Regions from separate parts of the Mus musculus genome. Here all the other regions are linked to region 6. Evidence: chromatin contacts called from public Hi-C, HiChIP or PLAC-seq and promoter capture Hi-C data. All regions are on one chromosome and are shown on one strand. Each heading gives the region's core, a stretch centred on a gene start, on an enhancer-like site or on the middle of the called end of the contact. The rest is flanking DNA. Distances are from core to core; before and after follow the strand shown. Region 1 overlaps Gpc6 (glypican 6). Region 2 overlaps Gpc6 (glypican 6). Region 3 overlaps Gpc6 (glypican 6). Region 4 overlaps Gpc6 (glypican 6). Region 5 overlaps Gpc6 (glypican 6). Region 6 holds the start of Gpc6 (glypican 6). Region 7 overlaps Gpc6 (glypican 6).

Evidence for each region. Promoter capture Hi-C pulls out the DNA fragments that hold promoters and counts their contacts. A called contact is a pair of places that touch in the nucleus more often than the background predicts. HiChIP or PLAC-seq counts read pairs in DNA pulled down with a chosen protein or histone mark.
Region 1: a promoter capture Hi-C map of the 3T3-L1 cell line shows a contact between it and region 6, with 7 times the contacts expected there. The contact joins the enhancer-like site here to the promoter of Gpc6 in region 6. A contact is called at or near these places in 5 of 39 promoter capture datasets (the 3T3-L1 cell line, 3T3-L1-derived adipocytes, hippocampal neurons and 1 more), 4 of 484 Hi-C or Micro-C datasets (the C2C12 cell line, cerebral cortex and nephron progenitors) and 9 of 115 datasets of contacts at active chromatin or transcription factors (the NIH/3T3 cell line, craniofacial prominence, embryonic forebrain and 6 more).
Region 2: a contact with region 6 is called in a Hi-C map of uterus, with 3 times the contacts expected there. The contact joins the enhancer-like site here to the promoter of Gpc6 in region 6. A contact is called at or near these places in 1 of 39 promoter capture datasets (3T3-L1-derived adipocytes), 7 of 484 Hi-C or Micro-C datasets (the N1E-115 cell line, cerebral cortex, nephron progenitors and 1 more) and 12 of 115 datasets of contacts at active chromatin or transcription factors (a beta-TC-6 cell line, craniofacial prominence, embryonic forebrain and 8 more).
Region 3: an H3K4me3 HiChIP or PLAC-seq map of embryonic basal ganglia shows a contact between it and region 6, with 3 times the contacts expected there. The contact joins the enhancer-like site here to the promoter of Gpc6 in region 6. A contact is called at or near these places in 2 of 39 promoter capture datasets (the 3T3-L1 cell line and 3T3-L1-derived adipocytes), 7 of 484 Hi-C or Micro-C datasets (the N1E-115 cell line, adipose-derived mesenchymal stem cells, nephron progenitors and 1 more) and 11 of 115 datasets of contacts at active chromatin or transcription factors (craniofacial prominence, embryonic basal ganglia, embryonic forebrain and 7 more).
Region 4: a contact with region 6 is called in an H3K4me3 HiChIP or PLAC-seq map of neural progenitor cells, with 19 read pairs. The contact joins the enhancer-like site here to the promoter of Gpc6 in region 6. A contact is called at or near these places in 1 of 39 promoter capture datasets (the 3T3-L1 cell line), 2 of 484 Hi-C or Micro-C datasets (adipose-derived mesenchymal stem cells and nephron progenitors) and 12 of 115 datasets of contacts at active chromatin or transcription factors (the NIH/3T3 cell line, astrocytes, cardiomyocytes and 8 more).
Region 5: an H3K4me3 HiChIP or PLAC-seq map of stem cell-derived neural progenitor cells shows a contact between it and region 6, with 16 read pairs. The contact joins the enhancer-like site here to the promoter of Gpc6 in region 6. A contact is called at or near these places in 4 of 39 promoter capture datasets (the 3T3-L1 cell line, 3T3-L1-derived adipocytes and hippocampal neurons), 2 of 484 Hi-C or Micro-C datasets (the C2C12 cell line and nephron progenitors) and 11 of 115 datasets of contacts at active chromatin or transcription factors (craniofacial prominence, embryonic forebrain, embryonic midbrain and 8 more).
Region 7: a contact with region 6 is called in an H3K27ac HiChIP or PLAC-seq map of stem cell-derived anterior neural progenitor cells, with 10 times the contacts expected there. The contact joins the enhancer-like site here to the promoter of Gpc6 in region 6. A contact is called at or near these places in 1 of 39 promoter capture datasets (3T3-L1-derived adipocytes), 5 of 484 Hi-C or Micro-C datasets (the N1E-115 cell line, cerebral cortex, embryonic stem cells and 1 more) and 10 of 115 datasets of contacts at active chromatin or transcription factors (the NIH/3T3 cell line, craniofacial prominence, embryonic limb bud and 6 more).

What each region holds. Positions count from the first base shown.
Region 1 is chr14:117,406,902-117,410,383 of GRCm38.p6, forward strand. The region is part of intron 2 of Gpc6 (glypican 6); the gene reads left to right. Among named protein-coding and RNA genes, the nearest start is that of Gm52112, 280 kb to the left of the region's middle. Within about 2 kb of position 1,295, at least 14 of the 459 cell types and tissues checked have an H3K27ac peak or open chromatin away from gene starts, as enhancers often do. A contact at or near this core is called in craniofacial prominence, where this site is marked.
Region 2 is chr14:117,238,462-117,241,968 of GRCm38.p6, forward strand. The region is part of intron 2 of Gpc6 (glypican 6); the gene reads left to right. Among named protein-coding and RNA genes, the nearest start is that of Gm52112, 110 kb to the left of the region's middle. Within about 2 kb of position 1,705, at least 5 of the 459 cell types and tissues checked have an H3K27ac peak or open chromatin away from gene starts, as enhancers often do. A contact at or near this core is called in uterus, where this site is marked.
Region 3 is chr14:117,335,756-117,338,893 of GRCm38.p6, forward strand. All of the region lies in intron 2 of Gpc6 (glypican 6), which reads left to right. Among named protein-coding and RNA genes, the nearest start is that of Gm52112, 210 kb to the left of the region's middle. Within about 2 kb of position 1,711, at least 4 of the 459 cell types and tissues checked have an H3K27ac peak or open chromatin away from gene starts, as enhancers often do. A contact at or near this core is called in embryonic basal ganglia, where this site is marked.
Region 4 is chr14:117,426,783-117,430,236 of GRCm38.p6, forward strand. The region is part of intron 2 of Gpc6 (glypican 6); the gene reads left to right. Among named protein-coding and RNA genes, the nearest start is that of Gm52112, 300 kb to the left of the region's middle. Within about 2 kb of position 1,304, at least 9 of the 459 cell types and tissues checked have an H3K27ac peak or open chromatin away from gene starts, as enhancers often do. A contact at or near this core is called in astrocytes, neural progenitor cells and stem cell-derived neural progenitor cells, where this site is marked.
Region 5 is chr14:117,382,089-117,385,349 of GRCm38.p6, forward strand. All of the region lies in intron 2 of Gpc6 (glypican 6), which reads left to right. Among named protein-coding and RNA genes, the nearest start is that of Gm52112, 260 kb to the left of the region's middle. Within about 2 kb of position 1,338, at least 34 of the 459 cell types and tissues checked have an H3K27ac peak or open chromatin away from gene starts, as enhancers often do. A contact at or near this core is called in neural progenitor cells, neural tube, stem cell-derived neural progenitor cells and 1 more, where this site is marked.
Region 6 is chr14:116,923,944-116,927,191 of GRCm38.p6, forward strand. Gpc6 (glypican 6) reads left to right here and starts at 1,354. Exons shown (of 9, transcript NM_011821.3): 1 at 1,354-2,152. The coding sequence starts at 1,993.
Region 7 is chr14:117,266,313-117,269,508 of GRCm38.p6, forward strand. The region is part of intron 2 of Gpc6 (glypican 6); the gene reads left to right. Among named protein-coding and RNA genes, the nearest start is that of Gm52112, 140 kb to the left of the region's middle. Within about 2 kb of position 1,804, at least 42 of the 459 cell types and tissues checked have an H3K27ac peak or open chromatin away from gene starts, as enhancers often do. A contact at or near this core is called in extraembryonic endoderm stem cells and stem cell-derived anterior neural progenitor cells, where this site is marked.

The DNA of each region.
Region 1 (3,482 bases), core at 45-2,544, 480 kb after region 6:
GAGAACAGTTCTGATGTGTAGTCAGCAGCAATGGGTGTTGATTAATGGTTGCTTTCTTTGCTCTCTTAAAAAGCTTTTACTAAGGAACAATCAGTTCTTGAGCTGAAGAGATGACTCTGTGGTTAAGAGTGCTTGTTGCTCTTGCAGAGAACCAAGAATCAGTCCCTAGCACCCACATAATAGCTACTAATTATTTTTGCCTCCAGTCCCAGAACATCTGATAACCTCTTCTGATTTTTCAGGCACCTGTTGACCATGTGGTGCAGATAGACATGCAGGAAAACACTCTCACATTTAAATGTGAATTCTAATTCTCTTGGTCTGTAGTCAGACTGAGACTTAACATTCCTAAAAGGCTCTGGGCAATTAGATAATACTCACCGTACATTGTCCAATTAATATCAAGGACATTTACTTTCTTATGAAACACAGTTTCACTTGTGCCAGCTTCACAGGATTTAAATGATGTCAAGGAAAGGAACCAACTGAGGGAAATATTTTGCTTCCCATAATGTCTGTGTAGTGTGAATATTTAGAACACAGAATGCAATTTTCTGAGGTTCAATCGGCTCTTCTGTGAATGGAGAGGGTTTGAAGGTACTTCTATGTGTCATAATTTATGATTGCATTAGACACCAACGAAAGCCTGTAAGGATAATTCACTGAGTGGGGACTGTTGGGTTCTGAATTGCCAGATCAATTGTCACAGTGTAGGAATGCTACCTGTCTGCTCTGGAGAGAATGTGCAGCCCTTGGGAAGGGAGTTAGAGAAGGGTTTGAGTCATTTTATAGGATTTGAGCTAGGAAAGGGTGACATCGTAGCAAATAACTGAAAGAAAGGTAAGCAGAAGACGGAGATGCTGTGGGTTTCAGGCAGTTCTGATGCATTAGTCTTAGAGACTGAATTTAAGAAGACTCTAGGCCATAAGGGCTGGCTTATCTTCTTTTCGTTTGACACAGCCAAGTGAACACTAGAACATGATAGTGATCTCTAGATTACAGTTTCTAGTGGGTTTTTTTTTTTTAACAAAGCTCACTATTTCTGCCAGCTTGAACGCAGAGCAGTTATACAATGACTAGACTACTGGTGCAGAACCAAGGCTCCTAAGGAAAAGAATGAGCTCACGGGTTACTCAAGGAAAGGTAGAAAGTAGATGGCCAGTGTCCCAGAAGCCTGTGGCTCTGTGAAGGACAGATGATGTGAAGGAAAGAAAAAGAATAAGCTAGTGGCTGGAGACTGTGATGCTTCGAATTGAGTCTACAGAAAGCTAACTACTGTGAGCAGAGACGATGTCTCATGTGCAGCAGCTGCCCGAGTTGCACAGTGATGCCTCTCTGTTCCCAGGAATGACTGAAGTGATGAATGGGTGAGAAAGAGAACCAGATCCACTACTTTGAAAAATGTACTTTCTAATTGGGACCAGATTTGAAACTGACACAGGTCTACTGTGAACCCAATTATTTGACTTGAACACGTGTAAATGGCATGCTAACATGCACAAGTACTTGACAGCGAACTGAAACTTTAGCCAAGCAGGTGATAAGACGTTAAAATTTAAACTCTGGAAAATTAGGTCAGTCAACCATAAAAAAACAAGACTTAATAAGCAGCAGATGACATTTTGTCCAACTCTATTAGATTTTGCAGTGCAAGAAAAATATAGGTTATTCAGATCAAGTGCTTGCTGTGCTGTGAAGTGCTGCGTACATTCTCCGCTCCAGGCTTGCTACATTTCCCATGAAATAAGGACATATGGCTACGAATGAGTCATTCAGAATGTGCCCCCATCAACAGAGACAGCATTTTAGAATGCACAGGCATACTAAGAAATTGAATAACATTTGTAAATGCTTTTCATATTAGAGTAACATTTTACTATTTTCATGTAAAAATGTCAAATAACTAATTTGTTCAAAGGATCTTTCAATCCTTGATGAAGAGGGTTTTTTTTTTTTGAGAATTTATTTAAGCAAATATAACTGGTTTGTTCTGAGCTAGACATCTGATGAAGCTCCCTTCTCAAAGTTTACTTGGTTTAAACTGGAGCAATGGGGTAAATACATAAATATTATGGGTATTATTTTGTAAAATCATAGCCTTCAAAAACCTTCTCTGATTTACCAGCCTTTCAAATCAGAGCATTAAGTTATATAACATGTGAACATTTGAGCGTGCATGCACATGCGTGCACACACACACACACACACGCACACACACGCAGTGGTTAAACTCTTAAAAAAAAAAGAAGATTGGATTTAATTCTAGATACCAAGAAGACATGTACCTCCATAAAATACCTGTGCATTATTTTTACCTATCCTGCAACAACTAGATATCATTCTGATGAAGATTATGCTAGACTTTTAGCAAATGCTATATCATTTATCAACAAGGAAGAGAGCTGTATTTGTCTAGACTGTGGAAGATATTACTGGCAGCAAACAGAATGAAGGATAACGAAACAAGAAGGCATCTTATTTCTGGGGTCATGCCATTTGGTTTTCTAACTTGCTCTCTGATTCTGGTTCTTGAGTTAAATAAAACAAGAAAGAAATGCTCCTCTTAGATTGACTGAGCTTTAAAGACACACAACCCAGAACATCCCATGTGGTCCATGGTTCTGGACGCCAGAGCCCAAACTTAATAAAAATACACATTTTCCACTTGATGTTATGTGCTGTGTAGGTACTATATTTAGGAGAACATAGATTTAGAGACATTAAGCCTGCCTTATAAAATTCAAATTTCATAAGCTCCAGGCCTTAGATACTGAATAGGGTCATATGGTGGGAACAGTGCCTCAAATTCTGACAACTTCATTTCTTACATCTTTTTGTTTTTTATAATTTGCATGCACCATTTCTGTAACCCATGAAGTTTGGGGATTGCTCTAATGGTGACAGGGAATGAAGAAATGACTGACAGACATACAGAAGAACATAGACTATACACTCTAAAAGAGATGTTGCAGCAGCAGCAGCCTTTAAACCCAGAATGCTTATTTTATACCACAGCAAAGATGAGGAGGCAGAACCTCTCTTGGCAAGAAGTCTCTGTGGGGGAGTCAGCTCAGCTTGTGGTTATCAGACAGGAGGAATCTGTGATTGATGCTCCCTGCACATACTGTCAACACCCATGCGTGGATCAGTGGAAGGCCTTGCCATTGCCCTGAGCCTGATTTCAGGGAAGGCCCTGCCATTTTCATAAGTCTGAGGCACTGAGGTCCTTAACCTGGCTGTGCGTGCTCACACAAATAATACAAATTTACTCAGAACTCCATCTGTTTCCCACAAACTATTATTCCAGCTTTGTAAGTAACGTTGGATACATTCTTCATCTATGAATATCGATTATTTCTTTAAAAGGTATATTTTGGAGAGCACATTCCTTAAGAAGGATGGCTTACACTCTTGCAGCATAGTTTAAGTAATAACTTCTATTCATATCTACTTTTGTATCATATTGTCTTTAAAAGTATGTG
Region 2 (3,507 bases), core at 455-2,954, 310 kb after region 6:
ATTATTTCTAGTTATGCTTTGTCTGAAAGAAGGTTGTAGACTCATGCCTCGTCCCATTTATGGACACGTTTTCCTCCAGGATGAGTCAACATATTTACAATGCTCATCATATTTAAGGTACCAATCCTAAGGCTCGCTTAAAATGTTTAATATTAAAACTGGTTGGCATATAACACAGTATCATTAAAAATTAAAGTACATGCGAGCTTAGCAGTTTCAGTAGTCACATCCTATCAGTTGAATGTATGACATCACATGTATGTACAAAGAGGTTGTAGTATATAGTAAGTTTTTATGTTTGAGGGGTCTGCATGTATGTGTGAATATGGGAGCGTGTGTGCATGTGTGTAAGAGCTGAGTAGAAACTGTCTACCATTTAAGTTTCTCCCATAAATATGTCAATTTCATGATAAGCCAGCCTGTGCTTTCTGTAGCATCTCTGGCTTCAGACAATGACCACATAAATTCTTATTACAGAAAAGCAAATGTCTGTTTCACAGCTCTAGAACTGAATGTTCGCGGTGGATGTGTTTGGAACTCGGGAAGGTCTGCTTTTAAAGTGCCACCATAAAAGTGTGTTACAATTGGCCATTGCGGGGGCTTTTTAGTTATAAATATAAAACGCATTTGAGGGTAGGTGGATCTGTTAGTGAAATTGGTTTCTTGCCTTGTAGTTTGCCATATATTGTAATATTTTTCTGCTTTGGCACAGGGCTCAGACATACAACATCATACTCTGTGATGTTTGTAACTTATTAAATGACTACTGAATATCCTCTATCTGTTCCTCTCACAGCTCAGATGATAAACTAACTTCATATGTCCTGAGCTCCAGGCCCTCAGGTCTCTTAAACTTCTGTCTCAGTGCACTACTCGGAAGCTCTTTATATCTCTCTTAAAATACACATTTGGGGCTGACATGATTGTATAGCAAGTAACAGTACTGGCTATTGTGTCTCGGAACCTGAGTTCCATGTCCAGAGGCTGTGTGGTAGAAGGAGAAATGCCATTTATGCAAGTTGTGCTCTATTCTATACACACACACACACTAAATACAACATAAAAAATCTTCAAGCATAAAGGAGTTGTGTGAAGAATATCTCATAAATCCAGTCTTACCATCTGTTTAAAATTTCAAAAATCAGTTAAGATTTTTATGTACCCAAAAAGCATGATTTCTGTAATCATTCGTTTTCGTTTTCTTCTATTGGCGAGATATACTTTGTCCAGCAGAAGGGAAACACACCATTTTGTTACCATTGAGGCAGTGTTGACTGATTAACACACTGTTCTCATTGCAACATATGGCTTGATCACAATTAACTGAAAATAATTCAGTGGTCTTGTTTGGCTTAAAATCAAGTGAAGTTCTACTTTAGGCAGCATTGACCAACATAATTTACGATGGTAATAATAACGCACATTAAATCATATCAGTTCATTTCCTCTTTGGTGGTTTTCCTTTTCCATCAACTCTTACTTCTTTAGTCCCAGAATCCTTCCAAACTACATCTGGGTTTGTCCAAGTCACTGAGTAAACTTTTTAAAGACGGTGGACAAAATGTGTTTTTATTTATTGGAAAGATGTTTTCAATCACCATTAAGATCATCTTTGGTTGAATGTTAGAGTTTAAATATCTAAGCCTGCTCTCTGGACTGCAGACGCCCACCAGAGCTCTGGAAATCTGGTGTAGGTTTCATTTTATTGTGGTTTTCCAAAACAACCATCGATTGCTCAAAGCAGAAATCACTTTGATGATACAGGTTTAGTCTGAGCAATGCGGTGAGTCAGCTAGCGGCTGGTTTTCTGCAGTTAACCACTATCTGCTGTCCTACCCTTTCTGCCATTCCAGATCTTCCTTCCCACTGCCAACACTAACACTCCTGTTGCCTCCCTGGATGCTGTCACCCTTCATCCTCGTTCTACTCAGTGTATTATTTCATTCACTGTCTTCACTGTGCTCCACCTCTTTATTTCAGGGCATACTGACGAACAGAGAATTCTTCTATTGTGATATTGGTGTTAAATGGATCAAGGATGTATTCCTTGTTTATGCTAAATGCACAGAATGAGTCCCGGGTGTGGAAGGTACCATGCTCAGTATAGTCTCTTGAGAACCAACAAATGCTCCAGTTCATGGTGTGCTACTTCAACTAGTAACTCATCTGATGCTTCGTCCTGGGGGACAGAGGAGTGCATGGTGTGCTTCTGTCTAGATGTGATAGAGCAGCTTTCTCTGTGGACCTCCTTGTAGATACATCCACACTTAAAAACACAGATACACATAAGCACACTCAGAGAGACATACACATGCAAACACACATATACATAGATACACACAGATACGCATACACAGGTGCACATTCACATAGATACATACATAGACACAGACACACACAGAGAGACATACATATACAAACACATACTCATAGGTACACACAGACACAAATACACAAACACATATATGTGCACATAGACACAGACATACACAGAAACACTCAAATACAAACACAGAAACATATACACACAGACACACAAATACACATAGATGTGCACATATACACAAACACACACACATACATACACATATATGTACACTGGCACACACAGATATATATATATATATATATATATATATATATGCACAGATATACATAGACACAGAAGCATAAACACACACACATAAATGGACACACACAGAGTCACAGAAACACAAATGTAGGTTTATACATAGACACATAAACACACATGTACACACATAAACATACCCAGGGACACAGAGACATACATATATACATAGATTGACAAATATATATTTATACACATATACACACACAGGCACAGACAAACACACAGAGAGACAGAAACACAAACATACATGCATACATTCATAGCACAAATACACACATAAATACACACAGAGAAACAAATATACAAAAATGCATTCACACAAAGACACATGTTCACATTGCCACACACAGAGACAGACACACACATACACACAACTTAGACGGTTCTGAAATCAAAAGAATGGTTAACTGTATGCATACGTTTTAATGGTATACATCCCTGGACCCAAGATTACTGAACTTTTAAATCATTTGTAGTTATGGAAATTGACTGTGACATTTACTATTTTACCAGTAGTAACTGAATATCACAGTTTCATTTCTTTTTTCTTTTCACTGTCTTCTAGAAAAGGTAAAGTTCCTCTGAACACAAATATGGAAAATTGCCAATATAGCGAATTTCCTCCCACTGCCCTTGTATGATCTGAGAGCTGGCAATGCTGAGGTAATGGAAGACCCAATAACTTGCAACACAGCAAATGTGAGAAGCACTCTTAAAATAATCCATCTCCCAGGAAGAAATGGATTGCCTCATTGTAAATTACATTTGAAACACTGTGGGTTGGAGGAGGCTGTGCTGTTATTGAAAGAACATTTTCATATCAAAAGCTGGGCTTTTTGTGTCTGGATTTCACTCTGTGTTATCTTGAACTTGGT
Region 3 (3,138 bases), core at 461-2,960, 410 kb after region 6:
TATCCATAAAAGAGTTCAGTCATTGACATAACCGAGAAAGAGTAAAGAGCGGAAGTACAGATAACAATGTCAGCAACACCAACAAAAATATTGATAAGCACGACTATACTTAAACAGCAATTGAGGATGCCTCTATTCAGCAATATAGGTCTTGGCTATGAAATCAGAGTCTAAAGACATGTGCATGAATTTTATCAGCTCATGCTATATTTTTACATGCACTTATTTACAGTTTCGTATGACTGCTAGCAACTTGGAGGCCTTCTGTAATTAGTTTAAGAGGGATTTGTGGTTTTGTGTTTATAGCTGTTAACTGATTGATACTATTAGGTGCAATCTCACAAAGCTACAAGTATTTCTGAGATGTATGTATGACCTGTTATCCTAGGGTTTTCTATCTAAATGTCTCAGGACAGCATCATTACCAGCTCCTGGGAGAGTACAGAAACCAAGACCTTGGTACCAACTCCATCCCTGCATTTATATTCATGCTCATTTAAGTTTGAGAAGCACTGCTCTTCATATGTGGTTCTCGCACATACATACGTACTTTTTGAACACACATAAGTCCAGAAAAAGAACTGTATTGTAACATAAACAGAAGTCGTCTAGTTCACCTGTGGGTTACTGGCAGTTATTAGTGGTCATAGTTGATGTCTACATTTTTATTTCCAGGACCTTCCCTTCTTATTTACAGAATTAAAAACAAAAAAGTGGTGCAAAGAGGTGTAAAGTGGCAAAGAAACTGTTCGGAAGCAGAGCATCAGTACAGATCAGAAGTGCTGCCTGAGAGTGCATCCAAGGCTCCCTGGCTGTCCCTTGGTGTCTTGCTTTGTGAGGGTCAAGAGAAGCTGCCCACTTAGGTTTAGGCCTGAACTTGTACCTGGAGGACTTTCCTATAACTCTGCAACTCAGTCTAGACTGGGACTCCTAGTGTCTCCCGATGTGTTTGAACAGAAATGACCATCAAGGGGTAGCAGCTACCCTGTTTTAAGTGGGGTCTGAGTACAGCTTCTCAGGGATGGGGCTCCAGGTTGCTAGTGCTGGCTAGGAAGGGAGTGAGTGTGCCAAGGCCAAGCACAGTGCAGGCCAAGGGTACTGGGATTTCCTTGTGCATGTGGGACCCATTGCACATAAAGTCTAGGTGAACCTCAAGCTGAAAGTACACTCACGTGGCTTATCAAAACAGATTCCTCTTTAAAAAAATCTTATTTATATGTAAATAATTTTGAAACTAAGTAAGTGCCTAAGAGGAGAAATAAAGTGCATTTGAAGGCCCGTGGATGTAATTACAATATTATGGAAATTACTTCACAGTGGGTAACCTTCACCATTGAATTTTTTTTTTAAGAGGGAGGAAAAGTCATATGGAATGAATGTCTGTATAAAATCTCATCATCTGTTCAGCATATGCTGAATACTTTCAGGAATTGCTTTTATAACCTGATGCGGCCTTAGAGTCATTTATGAAAAACCGCCATTATTATTAAAAGCCACAATCCTGTTGACTTTGAGAGTAGTTGATTAAAGTAAACTGAGCAGGAACGAATCCTTAAAATTTGTAGTTTGTTCATACCTGTTTCTCCTAGATCCACAAAAGGGGGAAAATGAGAGGAATTTGCAGATTAATGAAATAAAGCAAGTCTCTAGCACTAATTAAAATGAGAATGGCTGAGCAGATGGGCTTAGCACAGCTGGATGTGTGAGGCTGAAGCTCTGCCCATGTGGTTAGGGAGGCAGCACTGTTGGGAGAGGGCACACCTGCTTACTCTCTAAGCAGCAAACTATTATTAACTGTAGCTTTTAGTTTTTGCTATTTTGGCTGTTGTAGCATCCCCTCATCTTTGAATAATCACTGTATAACCAGCTTTTAGGACCTCAATTGTATCATAACTCTATGTGTTTCTCTCTGCATAATAGTGTTCACTTAACATTTTGTTCTCGCTCTTAGCCATATAAAATCTATAATCATTTCAATGATTTATTATTTAAGTCAATTTTTCTGTAGAAAAGCATAAACCAGTGTGCATACTCCTCAGTTCTAAGCTTTGACTAGAGCTTACGTCATCTTTAAATTTTGACCGCATTATTCATTTTTAAGACTTCCCATGGTCCTTTCAGCAAAATCTTGCTGGCATATGCAATACTGTCTGCGTTTGGTGGATGATTATGGGACGCTGATATAGCTGTCTCTTGTGAGGCTATGCCAGTGCCTGGCAAATACAGAAGTGGATGCTCACAGTCATCTATAGGATGGAACACATGGCCCCCAATGGAGGAGTTAGAGAAAGTACCCAAGGAGCTGAAGGGGTCTGCAATCGGATAAGTGAAACAACAATATTAACTAATCAGTACCCCCAGAGCTGATGTCTCTAGCTGCATATGCAGCAGAAGATGGCCAAGTCGGCCATCATTGGGAAGAGAGGCCTCTTGTTCTTGCAAACTTTATATGCCCCAGTACAGGGGGACACCAGGACCAAGAAGTGGCAGTGAGTGGCAGGGCGGTGGAGGGGGGGGAGGGTATAGGGGACTTTTGGGATAGCATTTGAAATGTAAATGAAGAAAATATCTAATAAAAAATAATGAGCAGCCCCATCCCCAAAAAAAAAAAAAAGGACTTCCTTGGATCCTGTTTAGGGCTTTTTATTTTTATTGAAATACCAAAGACAATCATTAGTTTGCATTTTGTCATGTGGGGACATTTTGCTTGTGAGGCTGCAGTAGCAAAGTACTATGAGCTAAGAAAACAGAGATGTGTCCTGTCTCCTAAGAACTAGAGCTGGTGGAGGACCCCCAAGGCTGAGTGTGTTTCCTGCTGTGGGCTTTCCCTTCTGATGAGCCAAGCTTTGAAGATGCAACACTTGTGTTCTTTACCCCTCCCTCTACCTGGTTAGCCTCCCTCAGCTATCTTCCTAAGGACTCACATCATCTTCCCTAAGGTGTAAAAAGAGAGCTCATTGGCTGTATAGGTGATACACATTCATGATTAAATGCTGCAGGTAAAAATGTCATTATTTTATGTTGAGGGCGTTTGATTTGCTTTGTTACTCCTTTCTCTGCAAATCAGTAATGATGTGAAAGGCTTTACCAGTGTTTCTGGCCATCTTGAACACAGATTTCTCTACTGATTTTTCCACG
Region 4 (3,454 bases), core at 54-2,553, 500 kb after region 6:
CATTAAATATGCATTATTACAATATTAGTTGTACATTAATTGACATCCTTAATAATAAATTAGCATACTATTATATGATTGCTAAATGTTTAATTATGTTTTTGAAAATCTAAATTATTGATTATATTTTCCACCAACATCTAATTTGTAAGAATTCTCAACACATATTGAAAGAAATATATAACAAATAATAATGTAGATTACTGTAGAAAGTAGAATTTGAATTCTATGTTTTAGCATTTAGCAGCTGATATGTTTATAATATGTTTATAATGTTATGAAAATAATTATTAAATTCTAGAGAAAACTGTATTTTGTTTTAGGACACTTGGCAGATTTGCAGGGTGTTGGAGAAGTTTACATTTGTATTTTTATTAATTATAGTGAAGGAGAAGCTTACAGCGTAATGGGTGCGACACAATGTCTGTGTGCTGGCCTAGCATTCCCAAGGCCTTAGGTTTAATACCCCACATGGCGAAAATAGTGATAATAGTAATAGTAATAATAATAATAATAATAATAATAATAAAACATCCAAGGTTTCATTGGAAAAATTAAAATCTGGCATTAAAATTCAATGAATAACCATTTCCTCTTTGGTTTATCTCCCATTTTAGATTCTCAAGGATAATTTGGGGTCTTGCCTAAGGCATTTCATAGTGATTTATTGAACTATGACCTTGAGAGAATTTAAGTAGTCTCACCTTTAAGTCAATAAAATTATCTAAGTTCTTTAAAAATTAAAACATTCAAGAACTTCTTTCTGCATTTCATTTACCTTTAAGAGAGACTGTAAGGATGAGTTAACCTCAGAGCTATCACACTGCATTTTATCACATGTAATAAAAATGATATCAGAAGAAAAAACTATATTCCAACTACTTACATGAGAGTCAGGAGACTAATGGCTCAACCATCTTCTTGGGTATAAAAAAAATTAAAGCTATGCAAGGCTTTGTTTAATGAATTTATCTTCAAATTTCAAAACATGAGAATTTATGATCTCTTGTCCCAGAGTCTAGTAAAACTTTCTCAATGTGTCTGACGTTTAATGTCTTTGGTGCCACATATGGTCTCTTTTGCATGTTGTTTATAATCTGTGGTTTTCTGCTTGCTTTTAGTTCACACACTGAAAAAGCATAGCATCTCTTCTTAGCTCCTGGTCACTGACTGGAAACTGAATACATTCTCAAAGTATTTCCTGAAGAATGTTGGCTGGCTTGCTTCTTTTCAAGCCACTAAATAATGGAATAGGGAGGAGTTTTCTGTGGAGGAAACAGCGGGGTGATGTTCTAGTTGTGTGCAAGCACACTCTCTGCTAGCCAGATTCCCAGTAAGCCAGGGGTAATATAGGCATCGTACCTTCAGGGGCCTGTGGTGTTCAAGATCAAGCCTAGCCTCTTCTATGAAAATGTTCCTCAGGGAACACTGAATTAGGACTTGATATTTTTTAGCTCCAATGGTCTGCTCTTTTTCATCACTTGTAATCATAATAATTAACTATAAAATTTTTAATCAGAAATTCATTTTTCTGTGTTGTTCAGCTGCACACCACTGTAGATGAAGTCTGACGGTGGTAACCTTCCCACATGGATGGCTTTGCCTTGGCTTTGACATGCTTAGGAGTTTGTACCTCATCCTTGTGCTTCTCTTTAGTTGAAACAAATAAGACAGGCATCCATTACTCTAATGATATCACATCTCTCTACATGAAAATTTCCATTAAGCTATGTTAGTGCAGTGTCACAGGACTTAAGTATGCTGTCATCAGAGTATGAAGACATGACTTATATGTAACTTAACAGGAATATGAAATATATCCCTCTGAATATATATTATTGATAATCTATGTGCTGTTATAAAATGATGTATGTTTATGTCTGTCATAAAGTGAGACACATTTTCATTAGAGAGTTTGTCATCCCATGCAAAGCTACTCCCTGTTTCATACCCTAGGAAAAACATCTTAGGGTTTGTGGTTGACTTTCTGCTCTAATTGATGAGAACAATTTGGGGAAAATAGAACTCTAGAGATTTGAGCATTGTCCCCAATTCCAATTACCTGTATCAACTAATTAATATTAGAAGCAGAAATTATATACATATGGATCATTTTGTAAATAATTTATGTACAAGTTTAGAATACATTTTGCAATTTGTACTTAACTATAGTTGCATCCACTTTCTTAGGGATTTGTAATACTTCCCATTAATTGTTCAGATCACATTATGAAAATCTGACTGGGGATAAATTACAAAGCTATTTTCTTCTTGAAACTATTTCTTACCTCTAATATTTTGGAGTTCGTGTTCACTCTGGGACATTACAGTAAACATTGGAAACCTGTGTTTCCTCATCAACACCATAGATAAACTCATATCTGTTTACATAGAATGTAGGTAAGACATATATGTACCAAGTCATATACCTTTAAAAGGTAAAGCCACACACTTCTCCTGTCTGCGTCTAGTCATATACCTCATTCATTGACCCAAACTCATTTTTAATCTTAACTTAAAGTTTCATATATTTCATTTCCTGTTAAACTTTAAGACAGATGAGAAAGGTAAATACATACATTTTGTTGTACGTTTTTTCAATTTTAAAGGAGTTTGTCCTGTGAGTGGTGATTCAATACTCTCTTGAGGAACAAAATGTGATTACTATAATCCTTCAAGCATAGAGATTTTTTAATATTATATTCTGTCACTTTGAAATCATCCAGGCTTCTATTGACTCCTAGAAAGAACCATTATGCTTCTTGCTGTAAAATGATTAGTATAATTTATGAATACATAGAAATAATAGTATATAGACTAGTAGAAAATGCGAGTTAGGAGAAACAGGAGTAGCAAATCAGCAATAAACATACCCACACATTGTTTCTCGACAATTATAGATTCTAATTTCTCCCTTGAATATAATTTCCACCCCATAATTTTTGAAAATGCATTCAAAAGATCTACGTCATACAAACATTAAACGATGTTTAAGAAAAATCCCTGAGATGGTTTTGCAGAATACCTGTTCAAAGTGGATATTCTCTCTCTCCCTCTCCCTCTCTTCCTCTCCCTCTCTCCATTCCTCCCCCTCTTCCCCTCCCCCTCCTCTCTCTCTCTCTCTTCCTCTCTCTCTCTCTCCACTCCACTCCATCACCTTTTAAGACAATGTAACAGGTACTGTGGATAGATATTCAATATTGACCTCTAAGGATCTTATTCCCAGACTCAGCTGTATTATATTTCCTTTTGTCTAAAACATAACTTGTCATTTTAAAAAAAAAAAAAGAAGCCCTAAGGATGACAATGTCTCAAAACGTATTTGTCGAAAGCAACAGTGATCGTCTTCCCCAGAGGACATTGTAGACATTCTTGTTGGCATACAGAGTGAAGGCCGTGCTACCAGCACTTGTAAGAGGAAGACAGGGAGGCTAATTATATCCTATATATCTCA
Region 5 (3,261 bases), core at 88-2,587, 460 kb after region 6:
TATCCGTACACCATGTTGCCTTCCCTGGGAAAGACTTGCCCATACAGGAAGACAGAGGTCAGATCTCTCGATGAGGCCACCATGTGTCTCATGTCCACTCCGTGGTTCAGTAAAGACCCAAGGCAGCGCTGCTAGTTTGGCTCCACCCCTCATCTTCCTCTCACGAACTCAGTGGCTCACATGTTCTAACTCAATATCATTAAGGCCTAAGGGAACTTGGTGGATTTGTAGGCATGGAGGGTTACAAGCTCTGTGACTTTTCTGATCCCCAGTGACAATTCATCTCTCTTTTTACACTCACCAATTTTCATGGGAACAAATTAAACAAGTTTAGAAGTTAAATCTTGTGAAATCTTCAGTTAGTAAGAAAGGAACGTGAATAGCTTAAAAGGAACAACCAAATACAAAAGGTGGTCATGTCCTTGTGTGTGTGTGTGTGTGTGTATGTGTGTGTGTGTGTGTGTGTGTGTGTGTGTGCAAAAGTGTGGGTGCGTGCAAAAGTGTGGGTGAATGTGTTATACTGTGTGTTACTGTATATGTGTTGGTGTGTGTTACTGTGTTTGTTAGTGTGTGTAAGTGTATATTAGTATGTGTGTTAGTGTATGTGTGTTAGTGGGTGTGAAAGTGTGTGTGTTAGTGTATGTGTGTTAGTGGGTGTGAAAGTGTGTGTGTGTTAGTGTATGTGTATTAGTATGTGTGCAAGTTTGTGTATGTGTGTTTGTGTGTGTGTGTGTGTGTGTGTGTGCGTGTGTGAATTTTCAGTGCTGGAAGAACCAAAATTGGATTAGGTTGGATGACAAAAGATCATACAGTTCTGGTACCTTGCTCTGTGTGATAAGGATGTAGACTCCAGAGTTCGGCTTTTAAGAGTTTGGAAAATAATGTGTATACCATATGGTCATTATGTCACTGTGGCCCCAGTGCCCTTCATGTCATTGATGGCTATGCAGAATTGACTCGGTGATCAGTTTAAGGACGAAACATTAGTTAAGTCCCTGACAGTGCAGTCATGATGCCAACTAACATTAGGTAATTGTAAGATGGCTGGTGTCTTCCTATTTTCTGTTCTTCTTTACAAATATATCAGCATGGTTACATTTAGTGTTATCTGTGAGTAAAAGGCCACATCATACTGCTCTCTCCTGGGATGTGTCAGTCATTCTCCAGCTGAATGACTTGAGGGTCTTCAGGAGCGAAAACCCTGCGCCGCTAGCTTGGCCTATCTTGCCTTCTGTGAAAGTGGTGCTGGAGCAGAATGCTGAGTTTACTGGGGTGGAAATGAAGCATGGTGAATGGCATGTGTGAGCGGTTGCCTTGGAGATTGTGAGGAGACAGTACTGAGTAGTTAGGAGGCTGGGATGTGAATGAACGTGGGAGATGAACCAGGATCTAGTTAGTGACAGCTCTAACCTTGCCAATGAAACAAGCACAACATCATAGGCCACGCTAAGTGAACGCCCTCCTGTTATATGTGCTGTGGAAGCCTAATTATAGGAAGCCCATGCTTTGACCCAAGGATAACCTTGTGCCCTTTCTTACCTAGAACTCCCTGTCTGCTGGGAAGCCAAAGAGCAATGTTTAATCACAACCATTCTTTGTGATCATCTAACCCAGACTTGAAGGACTCCACTCTGTCTTGTGTCTTAGTGTGATACAGGCTGGTGTTACTACAGCCTCCAGAAAAATCTGTGAACCTGTCCAACATCAACACCCCTTCTTCTCAGAGTTCTTTCTCTTCACTGAAAATGTGATAAGGCCTTCTTTTTTATGTGTGTGTATTCCATTTGTCCTACTATATAGTAGGGTAGGGCGGAACATTCCTTATAGTCACAAAGAGAGCAATGTTATGAAAAATTTATCAGAAACATAACTAGGCAGTAAGAGAACAGGAATAATTTTAAGATAATAAAATACTTTGTTATTTAGCTCAGTTAGAGTTTGTTTTTAAAACTTTATATTACACACTTCCAAGAATTTTCCAAGTCAGATTAAAATGGCCTGATTCCCTTGCCTTGTTTCTGACTCGTGTACTGACCTGTGACTACAGGGATTCTTGTCAAATCTCTTTGCCAAATTCTTTAGCTAATCACAAGCTGAAACGGCCTTCTCTCCTGTGGTTCCCTTGCAGGCCTTGTGTTTGCTCAGTTCATGCCCTCTGACTTGGCAACCCCTTTGCAGAACACTTTCTGTGATTCCATAGCCAAGAAACCCCTGACCTGCCTGCTGTGCTGTTCAGCACTGTGCTCACAAAACTGCCCGAGCCATCCTGTGTTAGAGTCGTCATTAAAATGCAGAATAGACCAGGTCAGCTTGCCAGCAGGACAGCATCAGTCGGTGCTTTCCTTCAAGCAGAAGCATGAAGTGGTCTCTGAAAGACAGCAGACCTCTCTCTGCCATGCCCTAGCCAACTCAGTGACAGACTAACGCCAAACAGGCCACTGGGGGAGCTGGCTTCACTAATATACCTTGTATTCTATCAGAACTATGCTACCCATGAAATCATGAACGTAAGGATCTCTGCATGGGGTCAAACACAATGCCAACTAGAACAGCCACCATCTCCAGAACATGGAGACCTTTCAAGACATGCAGTTTTGGTCTACTTCCATCCAAACTTGATCCAACTTTGACACTTTTATTTTTCTGGAAGGTACCATTTCTAAGTTTCATAATTGGTGACGGAGAAAGCAATGTCTTCTTCATTGAAGATGAAGAAGATTTCTACTAAGCCTTTGCGTGTATGTATGGATAAATGGATATGCTACAGATAGATTAGAGTATTAGCTCACTTCTTGTAACCATTTTAAGAGTCATGGAGTCATTTGAGAGAATATTACTTAATTACTTAATTAAATAATTACTTAAGACATATCCATCCATCCATCCATCTCCCGAGTCTATGACTTCCCACAAAATTTCAGGCACAGCAAATGTTGTAATTAGTAAAAGTCATGTAAAACGCCTGCATGGTGGATTAACTTTTACAGAGCTCTCACTAATAACACAGTGCTGTGATATTTATCTAAGTGATAAGTAAGTTACCATCGAAGTGTGTGCATTATTCTCTTAGTGAGAGGTATTTTATACACAAACATTAAAGACCCTGCTGAGTCCTGGCCTCATCAGAACTTTAGAAATTCATAATACACACAAAAGATAAAATGAATGAACAAAGTCTTTTTTAAGAAGGTTGTCTGGGGAAATTGACAGGTAAAATACACGAAGATGTTACGAATAACAGTCAAACTCAAATGGAGAGAG
Region 6 (3,248 bases), core at 104-2,603:
ATCTATCCCTTCAGCCCCCTGACTACCTCCTTGGAGACTGACTGCAAATGGCTTAAAGCTCCTCAACTAGACTAGACTTCTTTCTGTTCCCTGAGCGCTAGCATTTTGTATGAACTTTTGAAGATGCGACAAGCAAGCACTCTATCACTCTATAAGGAGGATGACGGGCTAAAGAGGAGTTCTTGGAAAAGAAGATGTGCTGAACAATTCCGACAGTAACGAAGGTGCCTAGGATAGAGGCAAATGCAAGGATTTAGGCTCCAGGAGTCGCTCTGGTCACCAGTCATCAGGAAACCAGCATCCTGCAGATTTATACTTCAGTACTACAGAACTAGGCCTGACCCTGTACTGACTTCTCAGGAACTGGGAGACCAGTGTCCACAAGGCCTCACTACTGGATAGCATTTCTTTTCTTCTTTTTCTGATTGGTTAGTTTCAGGAGCTGTGGGTTTCAGGGCAGACTTAAGTATATTTGATCTCTGTGCTCATTAGCGTGAAGAAAGGCTCAGGAAGTTGGTTAAACCCGAATTTTCACTTGCATCCCATTTCACAGACTTCTGAGAACTTGGGAGAAAATGTTAAGGTTATAGTGTTTGAGAGAATCTGATGAGAGAAGATTACAACACCTTGTCCCTCCTGGGGTCCTGTTTCTTGCATGGCCAGCAGCCATTGTTTTATCTTCACATGCCCTAAGCCTAGTGATTTAAGAATCCAGTGTTTTGTAGGTGGAACCTCTCTCTCTCTCTCTCTCTCTCTCTCTCTCTCTCTCTCTCTCTCTCTCTCCTTCCCTCTTTGTGTGTATGTGTGTGTGTGTGTGTGTGTGTGAGAGAGAGAGAGAGAGAGAGAGAGAGAGAGCCGACAGGAGAGGAGTAAAGACCTATGGCCCTCTATCTGTTCTTAGGAAAAAACAAAACAAAACAAAACATTAAGATGAGCCGAAAGCAGCTACCACCTAGAGAGGTGGCTTTGGCCCCGTTCCTAGGTTTCTTTTCTGCTCATTTCTTCCCTGGCTTTGTGTTAGGTACACTGGGGCAAGAGCAACAATTGGAAATGCAATATTCTTTATCTCCAGAAAAATATAGCGTGATAACATTTACTCTCCTCAAACACTTTGTCTTTTTTGGTGGTTTGTTTATATCAGGAAAGGGAACATCTCGGAAGTGTGTGGAGGCCATAAAGTGATTGAGAAAATAGGGACCTTTTGCTGGTAATCTTTCCCCTCCTGCCTAGTGGCTCGCGATCCATTCCAGGTTTTGCGGCCGACTCTGCCTCTGAATTTCGGCTGTGCACTGGGTAGCACGTTTCTCCCTCTCTCCCTCCCCTCCTTTCTCCTTCCCTCTTGCCTCCTGTGTCAGTCTCCAGGATTTTCTCTCTTCCCATTTCAAGAAGACTCTCACTGGCTCCCTCAGTCTATGTGAAGCTGAGGTTTCCCCTCGATCCCGTACATCTCCATCACATACCTCCACGCACACACCTCCCCGAGAGCCCCGCGTTCACACCCACAAACACGCGCGCTCACACTCGCGCCGGCCTGTCCATCTCCCTCGGGGTGGGGGGAGCCGGCGCGCGGTCCCACCTTCGTCGCGCACACTGGATAGGCGAGCTCGCAGCGCTCCACGACTCTGCGGCTCGGAACTCGGACCGCAGGGCTGAACACCCCTACTGTGGTGTTTAAAAAAAAAAAAAGACATTTCTTTGCCTTTTCCTCTTTTCTCCTCTTTCTCCAACGATTTTCTACCGGAGTGGCTAGCGGAGCCGGCAGCCTTCCCAAGGCAGCCCTGGTTGGCTTGCCATCCTCCATCTGGCTTATAAAAGTTTGCTGAGTGCAGTCCAGAGGTCTGCGCGGCTCGTCCCCTCGGCTGGCGGAAGGGGGTGACGCTGGGCAGCGGCTAAGGAGCGCGCCGCAGGCTCTGGCGGGCTTTCGGCTCGAGGGGCAAGGTGAAGAGCGCACAGGGAGCTGGGGGCTGCCGAGGTGGACTTGCATGTTGCACCATGCCTTCTTGGATCCGGGCTGTGATTCTTCCTCTCTCCGGGCTGCTGCTGACCCTCCCGGCCGCGGCGGACGTGAAGGCTCGGAGCTGCAGCGAGGTCCGTCAGGCTTACGGTGCCAAGGGATTCAGCCTGGCGGACATCCCCTACCAGGAGATCGCAGGTAAGCGTGGGCCCCGGGCCCGCTGCAGCCCCGAGAGGCGGCGGGGCGCCCTCTCCCTACCCCCTGTTGCTCAGTTGGTGCTCACTTTCTGCGGGTACCTCCCAGGGACCCCGCGTCCCTGCATCCAGGCGGCGGAGGCTGATCCCGTTTTTCGGGCGGGAGGAAGGTGTGCGTGCCCGCCGCCTCATTGTGTGCACACGCGGGAGCACCCTCGTCCCTCGCCCCTCTCTCCCTGCATTTGCTCCCGCGCCCTGCTACCTCCGTGGCTGGCCTAGAGCCTGGCCCGGCCGCTGGAGCAAAGGACGGTGGAGTGAGGACGGCTAGCGGAGGCAGAAAGCGGAGCCGGGCGCCCATAGCATCCCCCTCGCTGGGGCAAACTTGGGAGAACTGCGGCCGCAGTTTGCTCAGCGCCACCGTCTGAGTGGCGCCTTCTCCACTCCCGCCTTCGCGCCGGCGGGGGCGGTGGAGAGACGCGGAGATTCCCCTACTCAAGCTCTCTGCTCTCCAGGTCCTTTCCAGGGACTGGGCGCCCGGCTCCTGGGCTGGGGACGGGCCACTAAGGGGACCCATTGCTCGGGTCTCTAGGATCTGCACGTTGGAGTCCCGAGGCAGTTGGAGGAGGTGTCTTAGTACTCTGTCTGCTTCAGATTTGGGGCGGACTTTCCCATTAGGGTGCCCCAGTGCTTCCCGGACTGCGGTTGGTCACTCGGGCTGAGGAGACAACCGGGCCACCCGGCGTGGCGCCGGGTCCCGAGCATGGCCTCCCGCTCTGGCCGGCTGGTGCACGCGGAGCCAACTTAAGCAAGTGACCCGATGGGGGCGTTCGTCTCCGGGGTCTGCACTTCAGGTTCTCCGGCTCTCCTGGTCACAAGCATTCCTTCCTCCCGAGCTCTCGAGCCCCCACCCTCTGCCGGAGCAGCAACTTGCAGAGCAGCCTGGGTGTGTGTTTTCCAGCTCTTAGCGCCAACCGACTCCTAGCTTCTTTGGGGCTCTGTGAATGAAACGTGTCGGGGACAGATAATCCTTTGGCTGCTAGGGAGCCGAGCTGAAAGAGGCCAAGGGGAGACTAGGGATGCTGTGAGGGCGCGGGCTGCTC
Region 7 (3,196 bases), core at 554-3,053, 340 kb after region 6:
TTTCTTGAATTTAATATTCACCCATGAAGGAGTGAGGCTCCTAGTCCACCCCGTGGTATAGAAGTATAATTACCATCAGCAATCCTGCAGCCAAGTCTGTCTCACTTCCAAGCTTTAAATATTGCCTCTGTATCATAGAGAGTAGAGGTTGTGTGGGGGAAAGTGACCCCTTAACTTTCTGGGGGGGGATCCAACTGAACAAAAATTCAAATGAAAACTGATGATTTAAAAGAGTACACAGATGTTTCCATCGATGTTGAAGATCTGAGTGTAAGGTGAAGACAACAGAGTTGGCAAAACAGAAAGGACAATGGAATCTGATGATCAAGAGTAGTGATGGCGAAACCTAACTAGAGTATGGTGCATCTCATTTGAGTTTTTGTTCACTGTAAGCAATAACATTTTCTCTGTTCTCATGCAGAAAGAGACCTTTACCAGATGAGAGGTCTCTTATGTCTCTGGTAATAAACATGTCTGTTTCCTGGTACACAATTACCCATTTCTCCTTTCCAAGGAGTGTTAACTCAAATGACCATCTCACCTAGAATGGCATGCTCTCCTAGTGTCCAGACTCAAGTCTACACACCCCGCTTTTTCACTGCAAGGCTCCACTGCACACTGACACATTCAGGCTTGTCATCGAATACAACTCAGTGTATCAGCCTTTCTTGCCCAGTCGTAATGCCATGTTGGCTTCTTCATAAAACAGTTGTTAATGATCGGGTTATCCTTGTACTATACAGATAGATAACTGGTGACTTTATGCTCTGTAATCCCACCAGCCTGTAAGTATGGAGCATGTCATTTTGCTCCAAGTACATTGTCCAATTCATTCCCCATTGAAGCCTGTCTCCCACTTTTTAACCGGTCAGTCTGCTAAAATTATTCTACACTCTATATTCTTGAAGCTTATTTATTTCATTACCAAGGGAAGTTTATACCATGTATGCTGTTGGAGATTAAACTTATTCTAGATATATTTTTTAAATATTGAGTAAGGTCATTTCAATATTTGCAATGATGGGGATCTCCTGTCGTTAATACTTTAATCTACATTTTTTAACTGAAGCCCCTTCTTTGTCCTGAAAGAAATAATCATAAAGGGATATTTGCAGGACAGCATCATAAAAAGGAGCTAAAATACCCAACATGGATTTGCTTAAATAACTTGTATCTGAATATTACATAAAAAGTCATAATGCAAAAAGAGCAATTTATGAGTTAAGTAAGGTTAATGGAAAAGGAAAATATTTGCTGCAATGTCTTTCAATAAATAAAGCGATTATAATTATGTAAGCAGGTGAATTACAGGATAATTTTTAAGTCTCTGAAAACAGAGAAATGAAATGGAATGTACCAGGAAAAACAACAGTTAGGATCAGCTGGTAAGATGAGAGCAGTGGGGCTTAGGTCTCTCCTTCTCCTGATTATCCACAGAGATTACTGCTGTGATTGGGAGTAAGTCAATAAGTAATTGGTAGCCTCAGACATGACATTTTGTTTCTGCTTTCTTCCTCCCAAATGAATGAGTTTTGTGGAACTTAGGGAATGCAGCCACACTCACTGACCCTTCTGGTTAAACACCCAGTGGAAATTCTTTCAGAATCCCAGAGACTTGGCTGGAGAACAGTTCAAAGCAAGACAGAAAAACAATGGCTGCCAGACAGGGTCACAGCAGGAGTGGCTGGAAGAATCACAAAGTACAGAGGGAGGCTGGAGAAACTGAGCCTCCTTTGGAGGAGTACAGGCCAGGCGGGCTTGCTGAGCTCTGGAGTCTGGCCTGTGGGCAAGCCCAGGGAAGACACTCCCAGGAATGCTGCTGGCATTCTTCTTGCCTTTCCTTCATGATCCCTTAAGACTGAAGTATGCTGTGAATCTCCTGTTTCTTGTGCTCTGTTTTGGATGATGGGTTTAATCTTTTAAATATCCACGGAAACATAAAAAGTATTTCTTAAGACATTTATTGGGAGTGCTGTAGGTGGATTCTGAAATAAAGGTTGCATAGTTGGCTAAGCACAGAATGGCTTGCAGCTCAAAGGGCCATCTACCCTGCCCTGAGAGGATCCATTCTTTTGGCAGTGGGGGAGACAACGTTGGTGAATATTTCAGGAACCTGAGCTAGGATCATCCCTTGGTTACCATGGCCTGTGCAGAGCCTGCTGAAGCAAGACTGCCTCCCATGCATGCAATTTAACCCCTTCTTGCTCTGCTGTGGGTTTGAATGCCTGGCTTTTCTTTGCAGACTGTCTTCATTGAGAAAACATACCAGGCCATTCACAAGTGTCTATTTACATCATGGAAAGCATCAGTTACTTCTTCCTTCAGAGGGCCATTGGATTTCCAGTTCATGGGTGGGAAGTAAATAATAGTATGTTTTATTTCAAATTAGTGTCGGTTAAAATGGCACCTAGAGATCCTAAAGATTCCATTCAAGACAGATCCTTAACTTCACACATCCTGGCCATTTATTTGAAGTGGAAAAACCCCCACTATTCTGATCCCTCCGCCCCTCCTCAACACAGAGTCATGGCAAGGAAGAAGGTTAAGGATAGAAGGAAAATTAGAGTCAGGGTCCGTATACATGTCAGTCTTAAGAGCTTCTGCAAATGTATCAGTGAGTAAAGTGATTGCAAGCATATTAAATTGCTTGTTCATTCTTAATGGTAATTAATCCCATTGTGTGTTAACCTGGATTCACTTGCTTAGACTGACTGTGAAACAGTAGCCTGGAACTATATTCAGAGTTTATCTTTTGTTTGTATCCTTTATAAAGGATGGGTTGTTTGTTTGTTTGTTTGTTTTTAAAAATATCTCTTTAAAAAGAGATGTTTTACACATTGAAAAGATAGATAGATAGATAGATAGATAGATAGATAGATAGATAGATAGATAGGTGGGTGGGTGGGTGGGTGGGTGGGTGGGTGGGTGGATGGATGGATGGATAGATAGATAGATAGATGGATGGATGGATGGATGGATGGATGGATGGATGGATGGGTGGGTGGGTGGGTGGGTGGATGGATGGATGGATGGATGGATGGATGGATGGATGGGTGGGTGGGTGGATGGATGGATGAATGGATAGATAGATAGATAGATAGATAGATAGATAGATAGACAGACAGACAGACAGATAACAATTGTTTCAAAGAGGTACTTGAAGCTAGTTTATCTTGGCAATTTTGTTTATAATAGC